Regions from separate parts of the Sus scrofa genome. Here regions 1, 2 and 4 are each linked to region 3. The links are chromatin contacts, called in public Hi-C and promoter capture Hi-C maps. All regions are on one chromosome and are shown on one strand. The core of a region is the stretch at or near the end of the contact, and the rest is flanking DNA. Distances in the headings are between cores, read along the strand shown. Region 1 holds the start of SP6 (transcription factor Sp6). Region 2 overlaps COPZ2 (coatomer subunit zeta-2). Region 3 holds the start of HOXB7 (homeobox protein Hox-B7). Region 4 holds the start of NFE2L1 (nuclear factor erythroid 2-related factor 1).

The links. Promoter capture Hi-C pulls out the DNA fragments that hold promoters and counts their contacts. A called contact is a pair of places that touch in the nucleus more often than the background predicts.
Region 1: a Hi-C map of epiblast stem cells shows a contact between it and region 3, with 2.0 times the contacts expected there. The contact joins the promoter of SP6 here to the promoter of HOXB7 in region 3. A contact is called at or near these places in 2 of 47 Hi-C or Micro-C datasets (epiblast stem cells and heart right ventricle).
Region 2: a Hi-C map of omental adipose tissue shows a contact between it and region 3, with 1.8 times the contacts expected there. The contact joins the enhancer-like site here to the promoter of HOXB7 in region 3. A contact is called at or near these places in 11 of 47 Hi-C or Micro-C datasets (alveolar macrophages, brain, embryonic fibroblasts and 8 more) and 1 of 2 datasets of contacts at active chromatin or transcription factors (alveolar macrophages).
Region 4: a promoter capture Hi-C map of fetal skeletal muscle shows a contact between it and region 3, with 7 times the contacts expected there. The contact joins the promoter of NFE2L1 here to the promoter of HOXB7 in region 3. A contact is called at or near these places in 1 of 5 promoter capture datasets (fetal skeletal muscle) and 2 of 2 datasets of contacts at active chromatin or transcription factors (alveolar macrophages and skeletal muscle).

Annotation. Positions count from the first base shown.
Region 1 is chr12:24,104,739-24,110,894 of Sscrofa11.1, forward strand. It overlaps SP6 (transcription factor Sp6), which reads right to left and starts at 2,090. Exons shown (of 2, transcript XM_021067083.1): 1 at 1,863-2,090.
Region 2 is chr12:24,275,118-24,280,985 of Sscrofa11.1, forward strand. It overlaps COPZ2 (coatomer subunit zeta-2), which reads right to left. Exons shown (of 10, transcript XR_002337149.1): 10 at 5,545-5,868. Among named protein-coding and RNA genes, the nearest start is that of MIR152, 14 kb to the right of the region's middle. Within about 2 kb of position 4,239, at least 34 of the 83 cell types and tissues checked have an H3K27ac peak or open chromatin away from gene starts, as enhancers often do. A contact at or near this core is called in alveolar macrophages, omental adipose tissue, skeletal muscle and 1 more, where this site is marked.
Region 3 is chr12:24,862,875-24,868,420 of Sscrofa11.1, forward strand. It overlaps HOXB7 (homeobox protein Hox-B7), which reads right to left and starts at 1,801. Exons shown (of 2, transcript XM_003131549.4): 1 at 1,248-1,801. The coding sequence starts at 1,647. It overlaps HOXB8 (homeobox protein Hox-B8), which reads right to left. Exons shown (of 4, transcript XM_021067111.1): 3 at 5,079-5,546; 4 at 3,111-4,274. The coding sequence starts at 5,502. The coding sequence ends at 3,970.
Region 4 is chr12:24,300,414-24,306,474 of Sscrofa11.1, forward strand. NFE2L1 (nuclear factor erythroid 2-related factor 1) reads left to right here and starts at 2,968. Exons shown (of 6, transcript XM_021067094.1): 1 at 2,968-3,097; 2 at 4,580-5,601. The coding sequence starts at 5,092.

The DNA.
Region 1 (6,156 bases), core at 840-3,339, 760 kb before region 3:
CCCATCTCCCCCCTCGGACCTGCTCCCAACCCAAATGGAGGCTCTAGATCCATCTCAGCTTCCCCAGTTTAACTCAGGACACAGCTGGGGAGGGGGAGGCAGGCATTCTAACCCAAAGCTTCAAGTGACCTGACTTCCCAAAGTGCAAAGCAGGTTCTGAGGTTTTGGGGGGAAAAAAAGAGCCCTCCTTCCATCACTGAGGCACGAGGCACGCTCAGTGAAAAATGGCATTTCTCTGCTCTGCACCACTCCCCCCACCTCCCTGCCTGGCTGGGTTGCCTCAGCACCACCAAACCTACCCCCATGCCTGGCCCCCACCTCTTTCCCTCTACTTGGGGCTTCACCTCCCTGGGGTCCAGCTGCAGGGCCAGTTCCCAGAGTGCTTCTCCCCACCAGGGAAAGCTAAGCACCCCCTTGCCCCCCCCATCCTAACCCACACCAAGTGTCCAGCCGGCTAGCTCTCTGGCTGCTACCCAGCTCTCCTCCAATCTAGGGGAGACCCAGATGTGAAGGTTGGAGGGGTTTGCTTCCCCAGAGAAAAGAGGTCAGCCAGCAAGCTCAGGAAGAGAAAATTGCCACCCCTTTAAGGGATGCAGGGACAGAGTGGGGGAAGCAACAGGAAATTGCCAGAATCATACCGAAATTAAGAGGAAGAATCACCCAAAGAGATTATAGAGGGGCTGCATGCTAGGCCTGGATCATTTTTAGGAGCCCTCCAGATGATTCTAACATGCAGCCAGGGGTTGAGAATCACTACTCCAGGCCAATCCTCTCATTTTACAAGAGGAAACTGAGGCCATATTTGAAGTCACTTGAAAAAAGACATTTATTCATTCAAATCAGCAAATATTAAAAAAATAATAAAGGGAGTTTGTGTACCTCTGTGAACCAAGTCTCTCTACTCCTGGTCTGTTACTCTTTCCCTAAACCACCGGGAACCTAAAGACACCCCACCACCACCACCACCACCCACCTCTTTCTCCACCACAAACCTGTCACTTGAAGATCAGCCTCATCTCACCACCTCTCCCTAAGATCTGGGAGCCCTGCCCTGGTGCCTGGGGTGTGTGGCTTTGGGTGCCTCGGCCTTCTCTGATGGCGGGGAGGAGATGCGGTGATTTAGAGCAGGGACTTTTCCTTCCCAAAGCCAAATTCAGATGACCCTACCACCTTTGGCTTCTGGGACTTGGGAGGTGGCCCTGGCAGTCTGGGAAAGGGAGGGAGAGGGGGACTGGGGCGCCAACTCAGGCTCCTGCCTTTACCACAAGAAAGGAACCGGGTGAAGCAGCAGCAACCGAGCCTCAGGCCCAGGCGGGGCAGCCCAGAAGGGGCTGGGCGGGAGCAGTGAGTCCTGGGACCCTAATAGCTTTTGGCGCCTGGGAACGGCCCCGGGGCTTAGGGGGTGGGGAGGCTAACTACAGAGGCTCCGGAGTGGCCTCTCCCGACACACAGGGCCAAAGAGCCCAATCCTGAGATGCACTAGCCTAGCTGCCGAGATCTCGGAAGGGAGACAGCCAGGCGCGTACCCGACCTGTCGCTCCCCAAGGCGGGAAGGCAGGTAGAGTCACCTTCCTTCCCCCTTCCGCCGGCTGCCTCTCCCATCACCTGTGCTCAGGTGGTCAGGACTTCCGTACTCCCGGTCCTCAGGGTTCCAGTCCTCCAGTTGTCCCAGTCGCTCCAGTTGCCCCAGTCTCCGGCCTCGCCCGTCCGCCCCGTTTTCACTCCGCCAGGGCTCTAAGCCCCTCGGAATCTTTCGGACCACCTTTCCCGAGGCCAGAGGAGGCTACGGCGCGTTCCGGGCGCGTCTTTCCGAAACCAGCCGCGATGCGCTCACCCCTCGCCGCCCCAACCCGGGCTCCTACCTCGAGGCTGCGCCCGGGCTCAGGATGCCGCAGGCTGGTGCGCTCCCAACGGGCGCTCGTGGGCGAGGGGCAGGAGCAGAGGGCGAGCCGGGGCCGCGACGAGACCCGGGGCGGGCGGCGGCGGAGGAGGGGCAGAGAGAGGCGGCGGGAGGGCGGAGGGCGGGCGGGAGCCGGCGAGCGAGCGAGCGAGGCCAGCTCCGCCCGTGACTCACCGCGCTCTCTGCCTTCATCCTCGGTCCTGCGCTCCTTTTTCCCCGAATTCGCGGCCCCGCCCACCTCACCTGTGGGCCGCCTTTAACCCTTGCGGGCTCGGCCAGACGGCAGGCCGAGCGCGGCTGGCCGGCGGGGAGGGGGCGGGGGGGGAGGAGGGAGGGAAGGGGGGTAGAGATCGCAAACTAGGTCGCACCACGCCCCCTCCCTCGCTCCTCCCTGGCCCCTCCGCTGCCGGGGCGAGGGGCCTGGGCGGAGTGTTTCCCAGGTTTGGGGGCCCGCCCCATCGAGGGCAAAACTGCCCTCGAGCCGGCTGGGTCTGGCGGGGACGCAGGACTCAGACCCTCGGGGAATGGAAGAGAGGGCGGGCTCCGGAGGTGATATTGAGTCACCCTAGGGCCTCGTTTGCCTCGACGGCCCTCAACCCACCTGTCCCGGCCGGGTAGCAATGCCCCAGAACTGAGAGGAAAGAAGGAAACAGGATGGAGCGCCAAGCATGTGTCCGGTCTACCCCCAGGCCCGGGCTGTGAGAAGTTGATCTTGGCCGCTGCTCTCCTTCACCGTGCTCCCCGCCGCTTCTTTCCGCCACTACCACCTACCCCGGTCCTTTGCTCTCTCTTGCTTTCCGCCTTTCTTTCCCCCCGCCGCTCACCTTTTGGGGATAACCTCCTCCTCTCCTCTCCTCTCCTTTCCTCTCCCTCTCCTCTCCCCTCCCCACCTCACTGGCCCATCTCCACCGGCCCCCCTGAGCCCTCACTCCCTATCCATCCTTAGGCAGCAACCCTAGCGTCTGCCGGGTCTGCCTCTCAAATACGCCTGCGCTTCTCTCGGTCCCGAAGGCTCTCAGCCCGCGCCCCGCCACCCTCGCCCTCGCGCACCCGGCTTTGAAAGTTGGGGCAGGCGCCGAATAGCCCTGGGAAAGGACACTTCTGCCAAGATCTGAGCGACTCCTCGCCACCACTCCTCCGATTCTCACTTGAATGTCTAAACCCGAGGCTCATAACTTTAGGGAGGGGTCTTGGATTCCTTTGAGGAAAAACAACTGCGCACACACAGTGCAACCCTTCTGCAGAATTTCAGGGTTTTTGCGACACCCACCGAAAAACGTCTTTCAGGATCGGAGTTAGTTGAGAAACCCAGCGCCAGTGGGTAGGGGTGTACCTTTCTTCTCCCCACCAGGCTGGCCTGTTCGCCAGGGTACCTACGAAGCTGCCTTCCCGGTGGGTGCTTCTTACCCACTGCTTTGACCTCCTGAAATGACCCTTTTCTTGCAGGTGGAATTCTGATGAACTTGCTAATTTTTTCCTCGTTGCGCCCGTTGACTTTCCCTAGGCGCTCTGCCTTCTACTTTTTAAATTTCGTTTTTATTTTTGCAGTCTATTTCGTACAGCCAAGAGCGGACTTTAGGCTGATTCAGTTTCACTGGTCAGCCGCGATTCCACCACGGTCAGATTACCTGTCTGGCATTCGAAGTGCAACTAGAAAACGGCTGACCTGAAGCCACCAGGCACTTGAAAATCAATCTTTTCGTGTGTAGCCCCCCACCCAATCATACACGTCCTCATACCCAGAATCAGTGTCTGATTCATCTCTAAATCTCTCTTTTCAAAGACTCATCTGGACAACCTGGGTTCAAGTTGGGTGGGTTTCCTGGGGCTTAAAGGAATTGATGTTCCTAAAACACTTCGGCCCGTGGGGCCCCCCGGGGAAGTTCCCAGTAAACGGAAGTTATCGTTGGTAGTGTTATAATTATTCAGTAAGTTGGTTCCCAGCAAATATTTGTTGGATTAAGGTATAGGCACAAAGATCTTTGGGCTAGAAGTTGACAGACCTAAATTCTAGCTCCAGCTCTGCACTTGCTAAGCTCATCTGGCAGGTCAGGTTGCTCTGAGCCTCAGTTTCCTCCTAGGTGAAATGAGGTTAGAGCAGCCGCTCTGTGGGGTGAAGGAAAGGCACTTAGGAAGCGGAGAGGTGCCTCCCAGATGTCAGGGACTCTGCTTTCTGATCAGTCGGATTTCCTTCCCGATTCTTGCCCCTGAGATATAGATTCTCAAGAATGGCTCTGATTCTTTGTGGCCGCGGCCAAATTGACAACCCTCTGTGTCCCACATGGCTTTATCTCTGAGTGCTCAGCCTGCAAATCTTGACTTTATTGAACTTACACCTCAATTCACAGCTGAGTCTGGAACAGTCAGGGGCTCTCATCTCAGAGCCTAGGAGCCCGCTACTCAAATTCCCGGGCTAAGTCTAGTTCGAGGTCTAGGAGTTCTCTTCCTCCTCCTCCCTCAGCCCACTGGCCTCTGGTTGTTCCCTTAAGGTGCTAACTCCCAAGCACAGATCAGACTCTGAATGGGAAAAGAGTCCCTCCTCCCATTTATTTATAGGCATCAGATAGTCTTATCTTCCTAGCTCCTTCCGTCTTTCTCTGGAAAGCAACGGGGAAAGGGATCCAGCCTCTGCATAGTAGACATACCACCCCCATTTTCACCCCAGGCCCCTGTTAACCCCACCTTGTCCTGACCCGAAGCCATCTGTGTTTTCCAGAAGCAAAGACCCTCCACCTGTCTGGGACTCATCATCATGAAATTCAACAGCAATGCAGTTATCTCAGCAAACCCAGCCATTCTGATTTCCGGCCCTGCCTAGATCTCTGCCTCTCTGAGTCAGGGCACTGTCTTTCTTCCAGATTCCCCCTCTGCTTTTGTTCCATTGACTCCAGCCCTTCCAACTGCCCAATGCTAGATGTTTCTTTCCCTAGTGGTGCTCATGATCTGATGCTGACGTGACTGCCAAGATCACCACTGCCATGGTCTTATCTCAGAGTTGAACCAGGCAGCCCACTGAGATCTGCCCATGACTGGGGCCATTTCTAGTCCCTTCGCTCATTCCCTGCAGCTGTAAGTAGACAGATTTTTGCTGCAAGTGTCTATCTCCCATTCTTACCAGCCCTCTCCTTCTCACGCCTCATTTATAATCAACAATCCACTTTGTACCCAGAGAAGCCATGTTCATCTCCCTGCTTATCATAACCAGCTTTTATTTATTGGGCACCTACTCCATTCCATGTGCTTCGCACAAATATCTCTAATTCTCATGAGGATGCAGCAATAATGCAGTAGTTATTATTATCCTCCCATTATACAGATGAGGAAGCCAAGGATTGAGGATGTTAAATGACCTGCCCAAGGTTACAAAGTTGTTAAGAGACAGAGAAGGAAACTGAGTCCAGATCGGTCAGGATCTAAAGCACCTGTTCTTTCTGCTATTCCATCCAGCCTCACTATGGCAGCCGGGATGGCAGTGGCAGTCCAGCTCCCATAGATCCTAAGGGTGGAAAGCTCGAGAGGATGACACTCTTAAACTGTTCTCCAGATCAAAGCCATCATGACCCTGAGTTCCATTGGACAAGCTGGTCCCATCTTGGGTTGGATTGCTGCGGTCCCTCCCAAACCTCAACTGTCCCTCTGTGGAGATTGCACGGTGAGACTGTCAAAGCTGGTCTGCCCATAAAAATTGTCTAGTGCAAGCCCTCATTTTGCTAGCAGAGAAATTGAATCCCCGAACAGGGAGGCAAGTAGCTCAAAGTCCCACCATAAGGGAATTCCCTTTGTGGCTCAGAGGAAACAAATCCGACTAGTAACCATGAAGACGCGGGTTCCATCCCTGGCCCCGCTCTTGGGTTAAAGGATCTGACATTGCCATGAGCTCTGGTGTAGGTTGCATACGCCGCTCGGATCCCCCGTTGCTGTGGCTGTGGTGGAGGCTGGCAGCTGTAGCTCTGATTCCACCCCTAGTCTGGGAACTTCCATAGGCTGTGGGTGCAGCCCTAAAAAGCCAAAAAAAAAAAAAAAAGTCATACAATAAGTTAGAAGCAGAGCGGGAACCTGAACCCCAACCTCCTGATTCCTAGTCTCCTAGTTGCTCGCTTCTCTATGCCAACCCCCACCTCCAGGCTGCACTCAGCCCACAGCCAGCTGGCGATCAGGAACCCTAACCCATTCCTCACACCCCCTTCTCTCCCCCACAGTCTCCCAGAGAAACCGGACAGGGTCCAGAGTTGGAGCCAAGCAGTTTTCTTTCACTC
Region 2 (5,868 bases), core at 2,989-5,488, 590 kb before region 3:
ATAGGGCTAACAGCATCCCCTCCGGTTAGGTTGTTTTGAATGCAATAGGATTTCTAAGGAGCACAAAGTAGACCTTTGACCATGGCCTTTATCCGGCCACAACTTGTACAGGGAGAAGCTTCAAGTCTCAATACACCCCAGCCTCCCCGACAGAGGTACGCAACCGCCATTCCTGCTACCTGTGCCTACCTGCAATTCCTCACACAGATTCTCTGGCTCTTTGGTTACCCTATTTCTCCCTTTGTAGTGTCTTTGACTTTCCTTCTGCCAAATACTGTGTAACACACCACCTCCTCTGTCAATGTCTTTCTTTTCTTTTCTTTTTTTCAATGTCTTTATTTTCTGATACAACTTGGTTCCCAGGCCAGTTATGATCTCCTTGGCTCAGAAACTACATCTTGGAGTTCCCACTGTGGTGCAATCGGATCCCCAGAGTGACTGCGTCTTAGAAGCCTCCATCAACTCCCATTAAAGTGTCTGGTTCAGAACAGACAGTTAGTAAATGTCTATTGAAATAATTTATTCCAGGGAGTTCCCGTTGTGGCCCAGTGGTTAATGAATCCTTCTAGGAACCGTGAGGTTGCAGGTTCGATCCCTGGCCTTGCTCAGTGGCTTGAGGAACTGGCGTTGGCGTGAGCTGTGGTGTAGGCTGCAGACGCAGCTCGGATCCTGCGTTGTCTGTGGCTCTGGCGTAGGCCAGCAGCTATAGCTCCGATTCAACCCCTAGCCTGGGAACCTCCATATGCCGCAGGACTGGTCCTAGAAAAGGCAAAAAGACAAAAAAAAAAAAAAGAAAAGAAATAATTTATTCCAAAAGAAGCTTTATTTTACTTCTGCTATTATTATTTTTTATCAATACTGCTTTTCTTACCAATGAGTCCATTTTTAGGGGGCGGCACCCAAGGCATGTGGAAGTTCCCAGGCCAGGTATCCAACCCACACCACAGCAGGGACCCCAGCCGCTGCAGTGACAATCGTCGATCCTTAACCTGCTGCACCACAAGGGTGCCATCCATTTAGAGGGATGGCACTCATCTGTACATACAGCGGAAAGTCCACATGTGTTTCACAGTCACCCATTTCTTTGGATCCTCCTCATATTTTCCATATAGACATGAGAAACAAATGAGGACCACACAAATGTTGACAATCGAGTAAAATTTGGCAGCTGTTTGATTAATTTATTTTTCTTTTTTATTGAAGTATGACTTACCTATAGGAAAGAACACATGTCTTAAGTACAAGCTCCGTGGTTTTTTTTGGTTGGTTCGTCAGATTTGTTTCTGCTGAGCCATGACGGGAACTCCTGACTTACAGTTTTTGATAAAGTCTGGTCTACCTTCGGTCCCCCTAAGAGAGCAAAACCTTCATTTGGAATCCATCAGAACTGTTACTGGGTAGGGCTGTTGGGAGTGAGCATGGGCAGGGATGATGATGTACCCTATAAGGGGGAAAGATGGGGAGTCCATCATTAACTGCTGAGCCACAAGGGAAAGTCTCAAACGCTGTGAATTTTTATCACCTCTCAGGTCATGGTAAAAAACACAATTTAATTTTATTTATTAATTTTTTTATTTTGTCTTTTTTTTTTTTTTGCCTTTCTAGGGCCGCTCCCGAGGCATATGGAGGTTCCCAGGCTAGGGGTCGAATCGGAGCTGTAGCCACCGGCCTACACCACAGCCACAGCAATTCGAGATCTGAGCCGCATCTGCGACCTACACCACAGCTCATGGCAACGCTGTATCCTTAACCCACTGAGTGAGGCCAGGGATCGAACCCACAACCTCATGGTTCCTAGAAGGATTCGTTAACCATTGAGCCACGACAGGAACTCCCTGCGGTTTGATTTTAAAAGGTATTTCTACCTTGAAATATTTCTCAAATCCCTTCTCTCCTTTCAACCCACCCCATCCCACTGCCCCAGCTGGGCCCAATCACTTTCTAACCAGTCTCCCTTTCTTTCCCTCCTGCCTGGCTCCTGGCAAATACTCAAATACTTGAATGAAAGAACGAACAAATGAGCAAACAAAAGGAATGCATGAATACTGTTAAAAGAACGAGACCCAGTTTGGAAGGAAAGGAAGGTCCACTGGGTTGTGTGCAAACTACATTGGGGAAACTACTGAATTTTGCCTACATCAGGTTCTGGAGTTAAGGATATCCACGGGACATTAGGGTAAGACTTTTTTCTCTGGGAGTTCCTGTCATGGCTCAGTGGTTAACGAATCCCACTAGGATCCATGATGTTGCAGGTTCGATCCCTGGCCTCACTCAGTGGATTAAGGATTTGGCGTTGCCATGAGCTGTGGTGTAGGTCGCAGACGCTGCTTGGATCTGCTGTTGCTGTGGCTGTGATGTAGGCCGGCAGCTGTAGCTCTGATTCGACCCCTAACCTTCATAGGCTGTGAGTGCGGCCCTAAAAAGACAAAACAAAAAAAAAAAAGATTTTTTTTCTCTGTAGAGTTTCAAGGGAGATTGAGAGCACAGAAAGTCTGAGCCTTAAGCCGGTCTCCAGCTCATCCCCCAACCCACTCCCAGGCCTCGCTGCTCCTGCCTTAGCCAAACAGAGCCACGGAGCAGATACACTCCGGCGGTGGTCCAGGCAGCGGGGAGCCATCCATCACTGTCTGGGTACTGGCCTATCCGACCAGCTCCGCCTTCCTGCCAGCCAATGGCCGGAAAGCGGGGGGGGGGGGGGGCGGAACCAGAGAGGGGGCCACCGGCTCAAAAGGGTATAAGGGGGGTCTGAGGCCTGGCGGTACTGCTTCTGTGTCCCTGGCCGGGTCTAGGGGTGGCTAGCGTGCCCCCCTGCACCCGAGTCCCGCTGATGCTACAGTGTGAGCCCTCTGGCCCATGGTGTCTCCGTTTCTGAAATGCCCCGGTGCCAATTCGGCAGGAGAAAAGGGGACGTCCTGAAGCCCCTTCCCCACAGATACTCGAGACCCGCTTCTGCCCACGAGGGCAAGACGGGCAGGAGCCCCGGGGTTGAGAGCAGACGGGAAGCCAGGCCCCAGGGCCGCTCCTGCCAGCAACCACCGACGGCACTTCCCGAAATCCGGCCCCCGGCGGACGGCGCCTTCGCTCTCGCTCACTAGGCGTCTGGGAGAGGCGGGGGGCCAGCGGGCAGAGCTCAAGGCAGACGGCCAGACCCGCCGTTCTGGCGGCTCCGCGGGGCTGGGGGCACAGAGAGGGAGCCTGGCACGCAGCGGGCCCTCGGTCTCAGCCCGGGGAGAGCCACCCCTGCAAACCTGGCGTCCCTGGGAAGGAGCCGCGCCCCTTCTGCCCGCGCTCCCTGGGTCCCCCAGCGGTTCAGTGCAGCCCTCTTTGCGCTGCCCTAGCTCTGCCGCGGGGGTGGGTCGGTTGCTTCTTCGCAGTTCCACAGTCCTTTGGCCACAGCGGGCGAGGACATCTCCCTGGTCGCCCTTCCGCATTGCCTTGCCCCTTCGGCTCATTCCTTTTAACCCGGTACAGTCCCTGTGTGGGGAGGGCTTCGGACTGCCCTAGGCGAAGGGGCGAGGGAAAGCCACCTCCCTCCAGCAGTTCCTCCTCCTGAGCCCGCCTTTGCGGAAACTGTTGCAAATACTTTTTAGTCTTTCAGAGCCTCGGTGTGCCGGTCCGTAAAATGGGGATAGCAGTGCATAGTCCATAGCATTCGGTGAGTCAGTTTGTGTGGAGCGCCGGGCCTTCCCATCCTGGTCCCTGCACAACTGGAATTGTGCGGCCCAGGCTGGGGCGTCCAGGTTGCTAGGAAGCGAATTTGCCCCTCGGATTTGGTTCTTGCGGTCGGTCGTTTAGAGGCGGTGGATGGAGCCGGATACCGGACGAGGCCGAACATTTGCTCAAGTATTTCTGGAAATTTTCTCATTTCCCGTCGTCACACTGGCCCTTAAACTCTACACCATTTAATTGAATACTCTTTTCTCCCCTTCCGATGTGGCCTTTTTGCATTTTTTTACTGGAACACAGTATTTACAACTGATTTGTTTACCTAACTATATCTTTATCATTTTCTCTAATTACAGAAGTAGTCATGCCCATTATAAATATTCAATCCTGCAGAGTTTTGTAATGTAAGACGTGATAACCCGCAGGGACTGCCTCTATTTAACACCCAGGGCTCAGCACTTGCTTTCAGCGGTCGCTGGCAGAAATTTGTGAGCTCTAGCTGGCTAGGAGCTCGCCTGCAGGTCGCGCCGGGTGGTTACTAGGGAAACGCCAGCCGCTGGGGTAAGAGGCCAGCGATTAACTCCCTTGAGAAGGGGTCGGTCCCGCCCTGGGGGCGGAGTTAGTAAAGGAAAGGCGGACCCGCAGGGAGCGCGTTTCCCGATTTTCCCTCCAGATGTCGCTAAAGGATCGTGGATTCGGTCCTGGGACCACGCTCCCCTCGGCTGCGGGCGCCAAGGGGCGGAGCCAGGGCGGGGCGTGGACCTGCAGCTGCAGTTAGCCGGGGGGTCAAGGGAAACGAGGGGTGTATGTCGGACTATTAGACACTCTCTGGGTCTTCTGCACATGACGAAGAAAAGTGTATGTGTCAGAGAAAGAGAAAAAGGGGAGCTTCTAGAACGCGGAGAGAGAAGGGGAAATCTGTCGCCGCAAATGTCACTCCATCCTTCCCATTTGCCCTTAGGGTCCCCCTCCGCCCTTCTCTCCCTCTGGATCTGCAACGCTTCACACCTTCAGTACACGGTGTGCTCTGCCCACAACTGCAAGGTGGGAGCTGCCCGGTGCTTTCTCGCTCCTAAGCCTAGCCATGGCAAGTTTGCCAGGCTCTAGTGCCCAGGGTAGAAGCCAGCATAGGAATTCCGCTGGCATAGGAATTCTTGTCCTGGGCAAGCCAAGAAAAACAGGCGCATGCCGTTCCTCAGTTTGTCCGGAGGAAATCTTACGCCCTTCCCTTCTGGAGGCTGAGAATGGAAAATGTGAGCAGAAGAATCCCCAGCGGGGCCACCATGTAGGTACAATCTTTTGCTCTCCTTTTCCCCCTAAATGCACCATTCCTCTCATTATTACTCTTTTACCCTGTCACACAGTCATGCCCAGTCCTCGCCACCACATATAGGGTCCCAGAATGAGTATCACACCCCTTCACTATGTTAAGTGGTCTGCTTCCCTTGACCCACCCCTTCCCCACCAATCACACAACCACAAGAATACACCCTGGTACTGGGCATCCTGAAGATGAGCCACACAGAGTGCAGGAGCCTTTATCAGGGAGTTCCCGTCATGGCTCAGTGGTTAACGAATCCGACTAGGAACCATGAGGTTTCGGTTCGATCCCTGGCCTTGCTCAGTGGATTAAGGATCTGGTGTTGCCGTGAGCTGTGGTGTAGGTCACAGACGCGGCTCAGATCCCAAGTTGCTGTGGCTCTGTCGTAGGCTGGTGGCTATAGCTCTGATTCGACCCCTAGCCTGGGAACCTCCACATGCCTCGGGATCGGCCCAAGAAAATGGCAAAAAGACCAAAAAAAAAAAAAAAAAAAAAGCCTTTATCAGAATGAACACACACACGCATCCCCTTCCCAGGGCCAAGAGAGAGGGAGACCATTGGCAGGGGACAAAAGCAGGTTTATTTGGGCTCTGAGGCCAAGGATGCCAAAGGTTTATTTGGTCTCCAGGCCAAAACGGCAGCCAGGGTGGTGAGAAGGAGTGACTCAGTGCTGAAGTCAAACCTTTGCATCTCATTGTCCCTGGCTAGAGACCTCGGGAGTCAGTTCTGGGAGTGCCTGGGAATACTGAGGGATCTCTAGTGTCCCCCAGGGCCTTTGTGCTTTTGCCAGGATTGTGGGAATGGGCTGGGGGCAGGGAGACTTGAATGCACGCCTTCATTTCAGTAAGGACCACTTAATTTGTTCCTTGGCAGACTGAAGA
Region 3 (5,546 bases), core at 551-3,050:
CTGGGAAAGAGACAGTGGGAGGAGGGGCTAGGGGGCCCTAATTTCAAGTCAGATAAAAGCCAAGCTGAAATGTTTATGAGCAGAAAAATTGGGGCTTTAATAAATCACCTGGAAAGGCGGTTGAATTATGGAGCAGGTAAGGGGGACCATGACCACTAATATGGATGGTGTAAGAGCAGGGCTTCTCCTGGCCCTCACCGTGGCTGGACTGGGAGCCTCTGATCACAAGTCTTGGGTCTTCTGAGGTTGGCCCCATTCCAGGGCAACATCAAGAAAGATGTCTGGGACAGGCTTGTCAGGAAACCCCATAGGGCCCCTGGTATCTTGGGGTTCCTGCAGCAGCTGCCTCAGTGGCCGGGACTCACTAATTCTTGATGGGGCTCCCTGGAGTCCTAGTCTCTCCCCTCAGAGGACATTCACCCTCCTGGAAGGATACATGCAAACTTGTCGGCCAGTTCTCCAGGGGTGCTAGGATGGGCACCTGAGACAGCCAGCTGTACTCCTTTGAGGCCTCTGCTCCTTTCACTCGTTCTCCTGCCTCCCCCTTTCCAAGTTCACTGGGGGGTCAGGAGCCTATCTCTCTTGGCCTCAGCCCCCCTCTCTCCACCTGCCTCTCTGGCTCTGTGTCCCTGGCTGGATCCTCATCTCCTCTCACACCCCCTCTTCCCCCCAGGCCTCTAGAGCCCACCTCTAATTGTCCAGAAGGGAATAATGGGGGAGCAGGGTTGGCTGGGAAGAAAGGGGGAGGGGAGAACTGCTGAGCACGGCAGCCCCCTCCCCCAGACCTTATCCAAGCTGGGGCTGGGGGACACACCCAGAGCTGAGATCCCCGGCGGGGAAGGGAAAAGGGAGGGGGGAGACCCTAATGGCTATTCTCTGCAAACCCCAGCCTTCCTCCGCAAGACAAACGGCCTCGTCTCCAGCCCGTGCCGGCGCGGCTGATAAATATTTAAAGCTAAAAGGCCGGGAGGAAGGGTGGGGGGGTGGGGGGCTGGGGGCTCACAGCGCCGCGGCGTCGGCAGAGAGGGATCCGCCAGGGAAGCACGGCGAGCCTGAGAGCACCAAGCAAAAATGGGAGTGGGGACGGCGCGCCGGGTCGCGGCCCAGGGGGGTGCCGCGTCCCCAGGGCCGACCTGCTGCCAGGAGCACTCTGGACGCGGAGAGGGACACTTGGCCGGGAAGGGGGCGCCTTCCGGGGAGTGTGCCCGGGCCACTGCAGCTCGGGACGGCTCGGTGCGCGGCGTTACCTGAGCTTCGCATCCAGGGGTAGATCCGGAAGTTACTCTCGGCCGCCAAGTCCGAGTCCCTCTGCTCCTTGGCGCCTGCCGCCTTGGCGGAGTCGCCGGGACACACCCCGGAGAGATTCTGCTCAAAGGGCGCGCAGTGCATGTTGAAGGAACTCGGCTCGAGCCCGTAGCCGGCCGCGTAGACGCCAGCTGTACTCTGGCCCGCCATGCCCCCCCCGCCGGGGTACAAGCCCTGCATCGAGGCGGCGAAGGAAGCACCCGAACCCGCTCCATAGCCCGGGCGCTGGGGGTTGGAAGCAAACGCACAAGAAGTTTGTTCGGGGAAGGCTCCGGTAGCGAAAACCGAACTTGCGGCTGGATATTTAGAAAATAAAGCATTCGCATAATACAATGAACTCATAATTTGGCCGGATGATTTGTAGGCAGGGACGTTTTAGTGTCGGTTTTACGAGATTCCTTGATATATTACAGAATTAGAGTCCAGATTTACACCAAAAAGAACCCCCTTTTTCCTCTCTGGGCCACGTGACCCTGCCCACGTGACGTCCCCTCTGCCAATGGCGGGGCAGCCTCCCCACGGCTCCCGGTAATGTGGAAAAAATTGTGTGGCGTTGGATTTATAAAATATGATCAATAATGAATGGGAAAGCCAGGCCCTGTGGATTCGGGTTGGGGGCTCAAGGGCCGCTGTCGACCCCGTGGGCTGGAGGCAGCTTGTAGGCGAGATCTGGGGAGGAAGAAATTGAGTGGAAGGGAAAATAAATAACCTCTGAGAGCGAGAGCGATCCGTGTTGTCAACCGCCCCCCCCACCCACACGCATCCTCCCCAGCCTGTTACTCAGCGAGAAATAAACGCAGAGATTGCACAAAATGGGGTGAGTGGGTGGCTCAGGGCAGGTCATAATTAATCTGGACCGATTCAGTCCGGTTGGCCTTTGGGGGAAATTGGTCTGGACTTGGTCCGTTGCTCCTGAGGTGAACAACGAGGTGAGCCTGGCCTCGCGACTCCCTCTCACTGCTCTCCCTTTCTATCTCTCGGTGCCCCAGACAGATGGGCAGGGATGGACTGAGGTTTTGTGGGTGCTCCCAGAGGCACGAGACTTAGCCCACAGGCGTTGGATGCTGCGGTTTCTGGTGACAAAAAAAAAAAAAAAAATTTAAAGGTTTGAAGAAAAAAAAAAGAAAAAGGAAGGGGGTGGGGTGGGTGGGAGGAGAAAGGAAGGGAGGAGGGCAGCCCGGTATGCTGCTCTCTTGATTCCGGGAGGCGGATGCCCCAGTGGAGCGTGGCTGCCAGGGAAGCAGAGCAAGCTAAGGAAGGAAGGCTTTGAGCAACCATCTCGGAGCTGGGCAAAGGTGGCCAAGTCCCAGAAAGTAAGAGGCAGGAAAGAGCATCTCGCTTCTCTGTCTGCTCCCTCCCCCCACCACAGTCCAGGAAGAAGAAAAATATAAGCTTGTGCAGCAGCCCAGCACTCTAGCTCTATGGCCCCCCAACACACACACTGGAGAGGGCACACAAAAACAAAGGGGGAGGTGTGTGTGTATTGGGGGGGGTGGATACAGCCAGTAGCCCAGGCGCATCTCTCCAGCGTGGCCTGTGCTCCGGGGTCTCCGGGGCCGGCAGCCTCGGAACGCGAAGGGAGGGGGTTTCTCTCGGCTCCCCTCCCTCGTTCCTCTCTCCTCCAATCACGCGCAGCCGCCTCCCTCACCCCCTGCGCCCCTGGGCCCAGGGACTCGCACCACCTGCCTCCAGCCCCCGCCCCCTCCTCTCGCGGCCTGGCCAGGCGGGCGCAGAAGCCGGGTGCCCGGCTCCCCCCAGCTCTGCAAGGCGCCGGGAGCAAATGAGGAGCGCGGGCCGAGCCAGTCTCGGGTTCTCGCTTGTAAACTTTATTGTAACTCTTCCGCCCTTTTCAGGCGCAGACAACAGAACAAAGTATAGAGGAACAACAAAATATATAATTAGCCCTCCCTCCCCCCAATAAAGCAATTCACGGATACAGGATACATTCTCTTCACAGTAAACCTAAGAACACTTTTAACAATTGCCCACAGCGCGCATGCTAACTAAAGTAACCTCTTTTGAGAAACACTTAAGACAAAATTGTCAAACCAAAGCGGGGGGTGGGGGGGGGAGGAAAAGACAGAAGCCAGAGAAAAAGCCAGCGAGCTAGGGAGGGCAGCGGGGAGAGAGGGTGGGAGGGGGAAATGAGGACGAGGTGAGAGAGAGAGAGAGAGAGAGACAGAGAGAAAGCGAGAGAGGGAGACAGAAAGAATTACGGTGTGAATAGGCAGTTTCATGTTGTTGGGAGAACTTAGCAGAAATCGGTACCTCGGTCATTACAAAGAAGCACGTTCAAAGGAAAAAAAAAGACCATTGCACAAGGAGGCTTTTTACATGGGGCGGGGGCGTAGGGGGGGGCTCAGCCAGGCCGCAGCCGCTCACCCTCGCAGGGCGAGGGAGTCCTTGCTTAAAATCCTTTTTTCTCCCCCTGCCCCCGGCCCCCCAAGAGAAGGGAAGGAGATCCACGGTAGCTCACACACAGAAGCTATTACGAGATACTACCACTAGCGGGGACTGGCGCGGCGGGGACGCTGCGGTGGGAGGCCAGGCTCCCGGCCCCGCTCGCGGGGCCAGAGCTCTCTCGGGCGGGGGCGGGCGACAGCAGCGCGGTCTGGGGACCCGCGGACGCAGCGCGGCCGCGGCCCTGGCAGTCCCAGCTGGAGCCTACTTCTTGTCGCCTTTCTGCGCATCACCCTCGTCTGCCGCCTCCGGGGCCCGCTCCAGCTTCTGCTTCTCCAGCTCCTCCTGCTCGCATTTGCTGCTGGGGAACTTGTCTTTGTTGTTCTCTTTTTTCCACTTCATCCTCCGGTTCTGGAACCAGATTTTGACCTGTCTCTCTGTTAGTCCCAGCGCATGTGATACCTCGATCCGCCGCTTGCGAGTCAGATAGGGATTAAATAGGAACTCCTTCTCCAGCTCCAGGGTCTGGTAGCGGCTGTAGGTCTGTCGGCCTCGCCTGCGTCCGGCGGCTGCTGGGAATGGGGGAAAGGGCGAGACAGAGGGGAGGGGAAGGTGGGGGAGGGGGCAGAGACGGAGAAGGTTGGAAGATTCGTGAACCAGCCTAGGAGACCAGTATAATAAGGGCAGGGGACCTTCTACCCTGCGCAGGGGCGGGGGCGCTGGGAGGCCGCGGTCAGCGGAGGTGGGGGGAGGGGGCATCAGACACCACTGCATCTAAGGGAGCCAGAAAGGAGAGCCCCCCTCCCCTGGTAACCGGCACCAGAGAGTTGGGCGGGGGTGGTTGAATCTATTACAAGTGCCATAAACTTTAGAAGGAAGGATGTGAAGGGTGGGGAATAAGAATAAAAAAGCCGAGATGGGGACGAATGGACCCACCTTGAAAAGCCCCCAGAGCCTCTGCCCCAGAAGAAAAGTTTTCTTCAGGGTAATTAAACTATAAAGCAATTGACAAGTGCAAAAGTTGAGCGCCCCCGCTCCCACCACCCATTCTCCACTACCCCCCATAAAACAGTAAAAGAGAAAAAAAGGAGGGGAAGCACAAGAAAATTCAGGCAGGGTGAGGGGTTTATGGATTCAGGAAATGTCGCTTAGCTACCTCCTTCAAGGGAAACAAAAAAGAAAGAAGGGGAAAGGGAAGGAAAGAAAGAAGGAAGGAAGGAAGGACGTCAGGGAGGAAAGAAGGAAGGGGAGGCAATCTGAACAGAGCCAGCACGTCTTCCAGGAGCTGGAGGAACCGCGCCGGCCTGCCCGGCCCCGTGCCCGGCCTGGGCCCCGGGTCTCCCTTCCCCGCGCCGGCCCCGACGCGAGCTCACCTTGCGGGCGCATCCAGGGGAAGAGCTGCGTGGGCGACGGGCTCTGCTCCGAACCCTCGGCCTCCTCGCCCAGGCCGCTGGCGGCGGCGAGCTTGCAGTCGGCGTACTGCACCAGGTCTGGATCCTGCGCACCGAACAGGCTCTGCCGCTGCAGCGGGTCGTAGCCGTAGAAGTTGCCCGGGTCCCCGTGGCACGCCACGGCGCACGGGTTCTGCTGGTAGGGAGCCGTGGACAGCGACGACGGCCCGTGGTAGAACTCCTGGATTTGCGACGGGTGCTGGAAGCTGCCGCCGCTGCTGGGACCGTACACCACGGTGGGTCGGCCGCCCAGGTCCTGGGCGAAGCCGCAGTCATAATAATTGGGGCGCAGGGACTCCCCGGTTTTGTATTTGGAGAACAGTGAGTTGACGAAATAAGAGCTCATTTTATTGAATTTTGAGGCGGCGGCGGCGGCGGCGGCTGTAGTTG
Region 4 (6,061 bases), core at 1,718-4,217, 560 kb before region 3:
CGGCCTACGCCAGAGCCATAGCAATGCAGGATCCGAGCGGCATCGGCGACCTACAGCACAGCTCACGGCAACGCCAGATCCTTGACCCACTGAGCGAGGCCAGGGATCGAACCGGCAACCTCATGGTTCCTAGTCAGATTCGTTAACCACTGAGCCATGACAGGAACTCCTTATGTTAGTCTCATATCCACAACATAACTTTCTTTCTTTCTTTCTTTTTTTTTTTTTTTTGTCTTTTTAGGGCCGCACCCTGGCATATGGAAGGTCCCAGGCTAGGTGTCCAATCGGAGCTGTAGCTGCCGGCCTACACCACAGCCACAGCAATGCCAGATTCAAGCCTTGCCTGCAACTTTCACCACAGCTCAGAGCAACGTGGGATCCTTAACCCACTGAATGAGGCCAGGGATGGAACTCATATTCTCATGGATTCTAATCAGGTTCGTTACCGCTGAGCCACAATGGGAACTCCAACATGCCTTTTTTCTTATCCCAGGTACCTGATACCCTGCTATGCAGCTCAAAAGAAACTTGCAAAATACAAGGGGGCTGTCTAAAACACTCAAATTTTGTTGGCACTAGGGTTCCCTGACTCCCTATAAAGGATTGCCCAGTGTTGTTTCACAATTAAACCTTTCGTGTTAAGGTTTAAAATTGTTCTCTATTTGCTGTGTCAAACAGCCACTCTTAGTATAAAATTTCCCCTTCCATCATCTCAAAAAGAGTTTTGTAAACTTAGTCTACCCTTAATATATTTTAGTGTATGGTTTTAAACTATTTCCTTATTTTTATTTTTATTCACGTATTTATTTTTGCTTTTTAGGGCCGCACCGGTGGCATATGGAGGTTCTCAGGCTAGCGGTCCAATCAGAGCTACAGCTACTAGCCTATGCCACAGCCACAGAAACATCAGGTCTGAGCCTCGTCTGTGACCTACACCACAACTCACGGAAACACTGGATCCTTAACCCACTGAGCGAGGCCAGGGATCAAACCTGCAACCTTATGGTTCCTAGTCGGATTCATTTCTGCTGTGCCATGACTGGAACTCCTGTTTCCTTATTTTTTGAGTTACTGATCATACCTTAATTTCTCTTGCTTTCTTTTTTTTTTTGTCTTTTGTCTTTTGTTGTTGTTGCTATTTCTTGGGCCGATCCCACGGCATATGGAGGTTCCCAGGCTAGGGGTCCAATCGGAGCTGTAGCCACCGGCCTAACCAGAGCCACAGCAACGCGGGATCCGAGCCGCGTCTGCAACCTACACCACAGCTCATGGCAACGCCGGATCGTTAACCCACTGAGCAAGGGCAGGGACCGAAGCCGCAACCTCATGGTTCCTAGTCAGATTCGTTAACCACTGCGCCACGACGGGAACTCCCTCTCTTGCTTTCTTATACAAGAGCAGTATTTACCTTCGTGGTCTTACTAAAGGGCTGAAGGGTCACCCCTTTCCTTGATAACATGCCACATCTTCAGCCACACCCTCCAAGTTGATGGGTGCCTTTAACCACAGGCCTGCCTGTTTTTGTTCCCCTTCGATTATTAAGCAAGCATTTATTGAGTGTCTAAGTAGCAGGCACTTTTCTAGGTTTTGAAGACTCCACAGTCAGTGCACAAGATTCTAGTCCTTGTGGCGTTTGTATTCTAGCAATTTCTGGGAGAGAAATAGTAAGACGAAGAAATAAAATGTGCTCTCTGAATCTGACTTTGAAACAGGTAGCCAGCGTTTACGTTTTTTAAAGATTCAATGAATGGATGCTACTGTGTACTTCCATATGGCGAAAGTGCTTTATAATCTGGGAACCACCTCGAATTAAGCCGCCTAACTCTCCAAACACGTGATGGACTCAATGTTCTCACCGAATGACTTACCAGTTAGCCTTGTCCTTGATTGTACAAGGACCAGTGACTCGCCCACTAGATTAGTGGGATCTTCCAAGGAGTCAAGAATTTGAGTCAATGCCTCTTTGTCCCACAGCTAGGAACAACTCACTACATACTCCAACTCGGCCACTGGTTAAAAGTGGTCTCCGCACCCATCCGAGGTTATTGGGTCGTAAGTGAATCAGAACCTCGGGCATGGTGCCTCCAAATGTGCAAGTTTAACAACTTCCGCAAGTGTTGCTGGGGGTAAACTAATATTTGAAAATCACGAATACGTGGGCTAGGCGAGATTAGAAAACACTAGAAACTGAGGAAAGTTATGGAAAAGCAGGAGTAACGTAAGTGGGAGGTTGAGCAGAGACCATACAGGGGCGGAGCTCTTTGGGGTGTTGTAATCATGACAAAAAAATCACTAATTATGCCACACACCATCGTGGCAACATCGCCGAGCTGCCGCCACAGTTTGACCCTTGTCTGACATGTGGTGCAAAGATCCCGGACTGGCAAGGAACCCCGTGCCAAGCTTCCACGGAGCGGAAGCTGAGAGAGTGGTTTCCGCTGCCAGCAGCTAAGATGGTGGCACGAGCGTCGTCAAACCCGCCAAATACACACGCTGTGCCCCCACCTCGGCCTCTCAGGTCTCACTGGACTTTTGCAAGTCATCGTGGGAACCCTCATGGGGGGGATTCCGCGCTCCGACGGCGATACCACCTCCCACACCCGGCCAGAAGCCTTTATCCTCCAGCTCAAAGAACGCACTAGAAGAGGTCGGCCTCCTCGCTTTGCTCCGAGCCCAGCCTGTAATTCCCGCGGCTGGCGCACGGCGGAGGGAGTCTAGAACGCCGAGCGATAGGACCTTAGCCCCACTTATTGGTGGGCCTGCGCCGCGGGGCGGGCCTACATGCCCATTGGACTGCGGAGCTTGTCAGTCTTGGGAAATCGGTAAAGGGAGGAGGAGGTACACTTAGCCATTGGGCTTTCCCTGCTGTCAATCAAAGCGACATCCGGCGACGGCCACTATCTCGGCTCGTTGATTGGAAGAAACGTGTTCCTGGGGAGGGCGCGGGGGGCGGGCTTCCGAGTGAGGTGGGAGGAGGGGGCGGGGAGGGAAACGGAGGCTGGCGAGCTCTAGGCCGGCCGGCGGTGGCGGCGGCAAGGCCTGGACTCGGGCTGAGGGCCTGCTGGGACAGCAGCGGCGGACGCCGAGCTCAGCAGCGGTATCAAGCACATTTTTTTCCCTCACGGGAGGGGCGCAGTGCCGCGGGGCCAAGGCTTATGGGGTGAAGGGCGGCGGGGTGGAGCTGAGGGGCAGGAGGCGGGAGCGGGCGGCCGCGAGCGGGGTTCGCTCGGGGCTGGGCCTTGGACCTGGCAGGGAGGGGCCCAGAGGCTGTGGAGAAAGCCGGCTTCGGGGTGGGTTGGACTGGGGAGGGCTGAGGGCCTGAGAAGGCGTGGTATTAGGCCCGGGCTTGGGAGCGGGGTGGGGCCATAGGGGCGGAGGGCGGGGTGGGGTTTGGCCATCCGGGTGGGTCAAGGCCAGGAAAGTAGCACTTGTTCGCTGCTGCCCCAGAAGGCTAGAAGCCGAGGCGCCAGGAGCGGCATGGCGACTTGGTCCCAGCCGGACTCGGGTATCCGGGGCAGGGTGGGACCGGGCTCAGACCTGGCCTTCCTCGATCTTTAAGGGACCTCGTCCATTTGCCCGAACTTAATTGGCTCTTGGGAGGTTTTAGTAATAAATCGCGTGAGAACTGGAGGGTAGTGTAAGCAGGAATTCTAGATCGTAATTATGTTTACTCTAACCAGATAAGGGTGTGTGTGTGTGTGTCTGTGTGTATGTATAGATCCCTTTTTCTCTTTAGGATTGGGTCACAACAGTGAAGAAGAGAGAGTTATGTGTTGGTTTGTGAGGTTAATGGAAGCTCCGAAGTAGAGACTAGAAACTGAAAGGCAGCTTTGCTCTCTCTCCACTTGGCTATCTGGGTTGAGGACTTGGCCATATCCTTCTGCTTTGGCTCAGAAGGTCACATGAATGAAAATAAAACCTGCCTATTCAAATTCTGGGCCAAATAATCCTGCCTCAGCCCCCACCCCCCTCCCTTCAGTACCCCCCACCTTTTTTTTTTTCCTTTAATGTAAGAATGATAGGAAAGGGAAGTCAGGTTTCAAAATCGGGAAAACAGAAAAAGCATTTTTTCTGTAATGTGTTGTCCTCTCATCCTTGTACACTCTCAGCCAGTAATAATAATCTCTCCCTCCCCTTTAGAACTTGAAGGGAGAGGACTTGTAGGAGGCTCTCTCCTGAGAGATGGCAAGCAAACTTTCTTTTAAGATAGGAAATGGACTTCTCAACCTAAAAATAGAATCTGGGTAGTGTATACTTGGGGTGGGGGAGGGTTGATAAATTGGACAACATGTAAAATAGTTAGGATGCCCTGGGCATTATCTGCTTATCTGAAATGAACTTTAGAGTCCTGCACAGTTAATAGCCAGATACTGAGATCCCTGGTGAGCAGAATCTTCCTTTCGTAGTTATTCTTGTCTATAACAAATTTTTGGGTTTTTTTGTTTTTACGAGCGTATAACTGAGTTATTGTTGAGTAAAAAATAAGAGTGGTCTTTTAATATGTTTTCTGCTTTCTGCCTTGATCGTGGATGAAAAATGATGGACTCTTATCCTGTTGCTTTTGTGGTTCCCATTTCAGGTTTCTCTGGAAACCCCCCTGGTAAGTGTGGAGGAGGCGGGACACTCTGACCCAAGACAAAAGGCCTGTAGCTCCAGCCAAAGAAAATAAACCTTAGGAGGGAGAAGGAAAAAAAAAAAAAAAAAAATCCATCAGCTGTTCCTGAGAACAGCCTGCAGTGGAATCTACAAAGGACAACTAATGTGAGTGAGGAAGTGACTGTATGTGGACTGTGGAGACAGGAAGTCACGTGGGCCCGGAGGGCCTGGACTGGGTTAGGAACAGTTGTACTTTCAGCAGTGTGGTGTCACGAAGGGAAAAGTGAATGTGGTCTGGAGAGTGGCCTTGGCTCCAAGGGCTGTGCTTTCCTCTGAGGCCATCAGGGAGCTCGGCCCCTGTGTTCCCCAGGGGCGGGGTCCGGGGTTTGGCCCTGAGGGGGGTAACTTGCTGGCTGGAGCAGCAGAGCAGTGGCCTTGATTTGTCTTTTGGAAGATTTAAAAACCAGAAAGCATAAACATTCTGGTCCTTCAGCAATGCTTTCTCTGAAGAAATACTTAACGGAAGGACTCCTCCAGTTCACCATTCTGCTCAGTTTGATTGGGGTGCGGGTGGACGTGGATACTTACCTGACCTCACAGCTCCCCCCGCTCCGGGAGATCATCCTGGGGCCCAGTTCTGCCTATACTCAGACCCAGTTCCACAACCTGAGGAATACCTTGGATGGCTATGGTATCCACCCCAAGAGCATAGACCTGGACAATTACTTCACTGCCCGGCGGCTCCTCAGTCAGGTGAGGGCCCTGGACAGGTTCCAGGTGCCCACCACTGAGGTTAACGCCTGGCTGGTCCACCGGGATCCGGAGGGGTCGGTCTCTGGCAGCCAGCCCAGCTCAGGCCTCGCCCTCGAGAGTTCCAGTGGTCTCCAAGATGTGACAGGCCCAGACAACGGGGTGCGAGAGAGCGAAACGGAGCAGGGATTCAGTGAAGATTTGGAGGATTTGGGAGCTGTAGCCCCTCCAGTCAGTGGAGACTTAACCAAAGAGGTTAGTGGCTACATGGAGGGGCGGGTGGGGAGGGTCTGGGGTTGGAGGGCGCGGTGGGCTGGTCCTGAAGGAATGGGGTGGTGGTATTCGTAAACCCTTGTAAAGAACCAGAGAGGGTGTTCTTGGATACGAATGGGCTTAACTGTCTGCCTGGGATTGGAGGCTGGGAGTATTTTCCTTAGGTTGAGTGGTTGACCCACCTCTAAATGGACCGTCAGGGCAGTGGGCGGTTCCTAGAACATGCCTGTGTGTTTACTGCTTGGATTTCAACATGACTCCTGGAGGCCCCGGAGTGGGGGAGGGAGTCATGTTGTGATGCGCTTCCATGCGGTGTGTATCTGTTGCTAAGACACAGATATTGTGTGGACTGTTGCCTTGTACCTCCCCCCACATCAAAACACACATACGTATCCTGAAATTCTCCTCCTTTGTGGTCAGGCCTGTTGTTGTCATAAGGTCC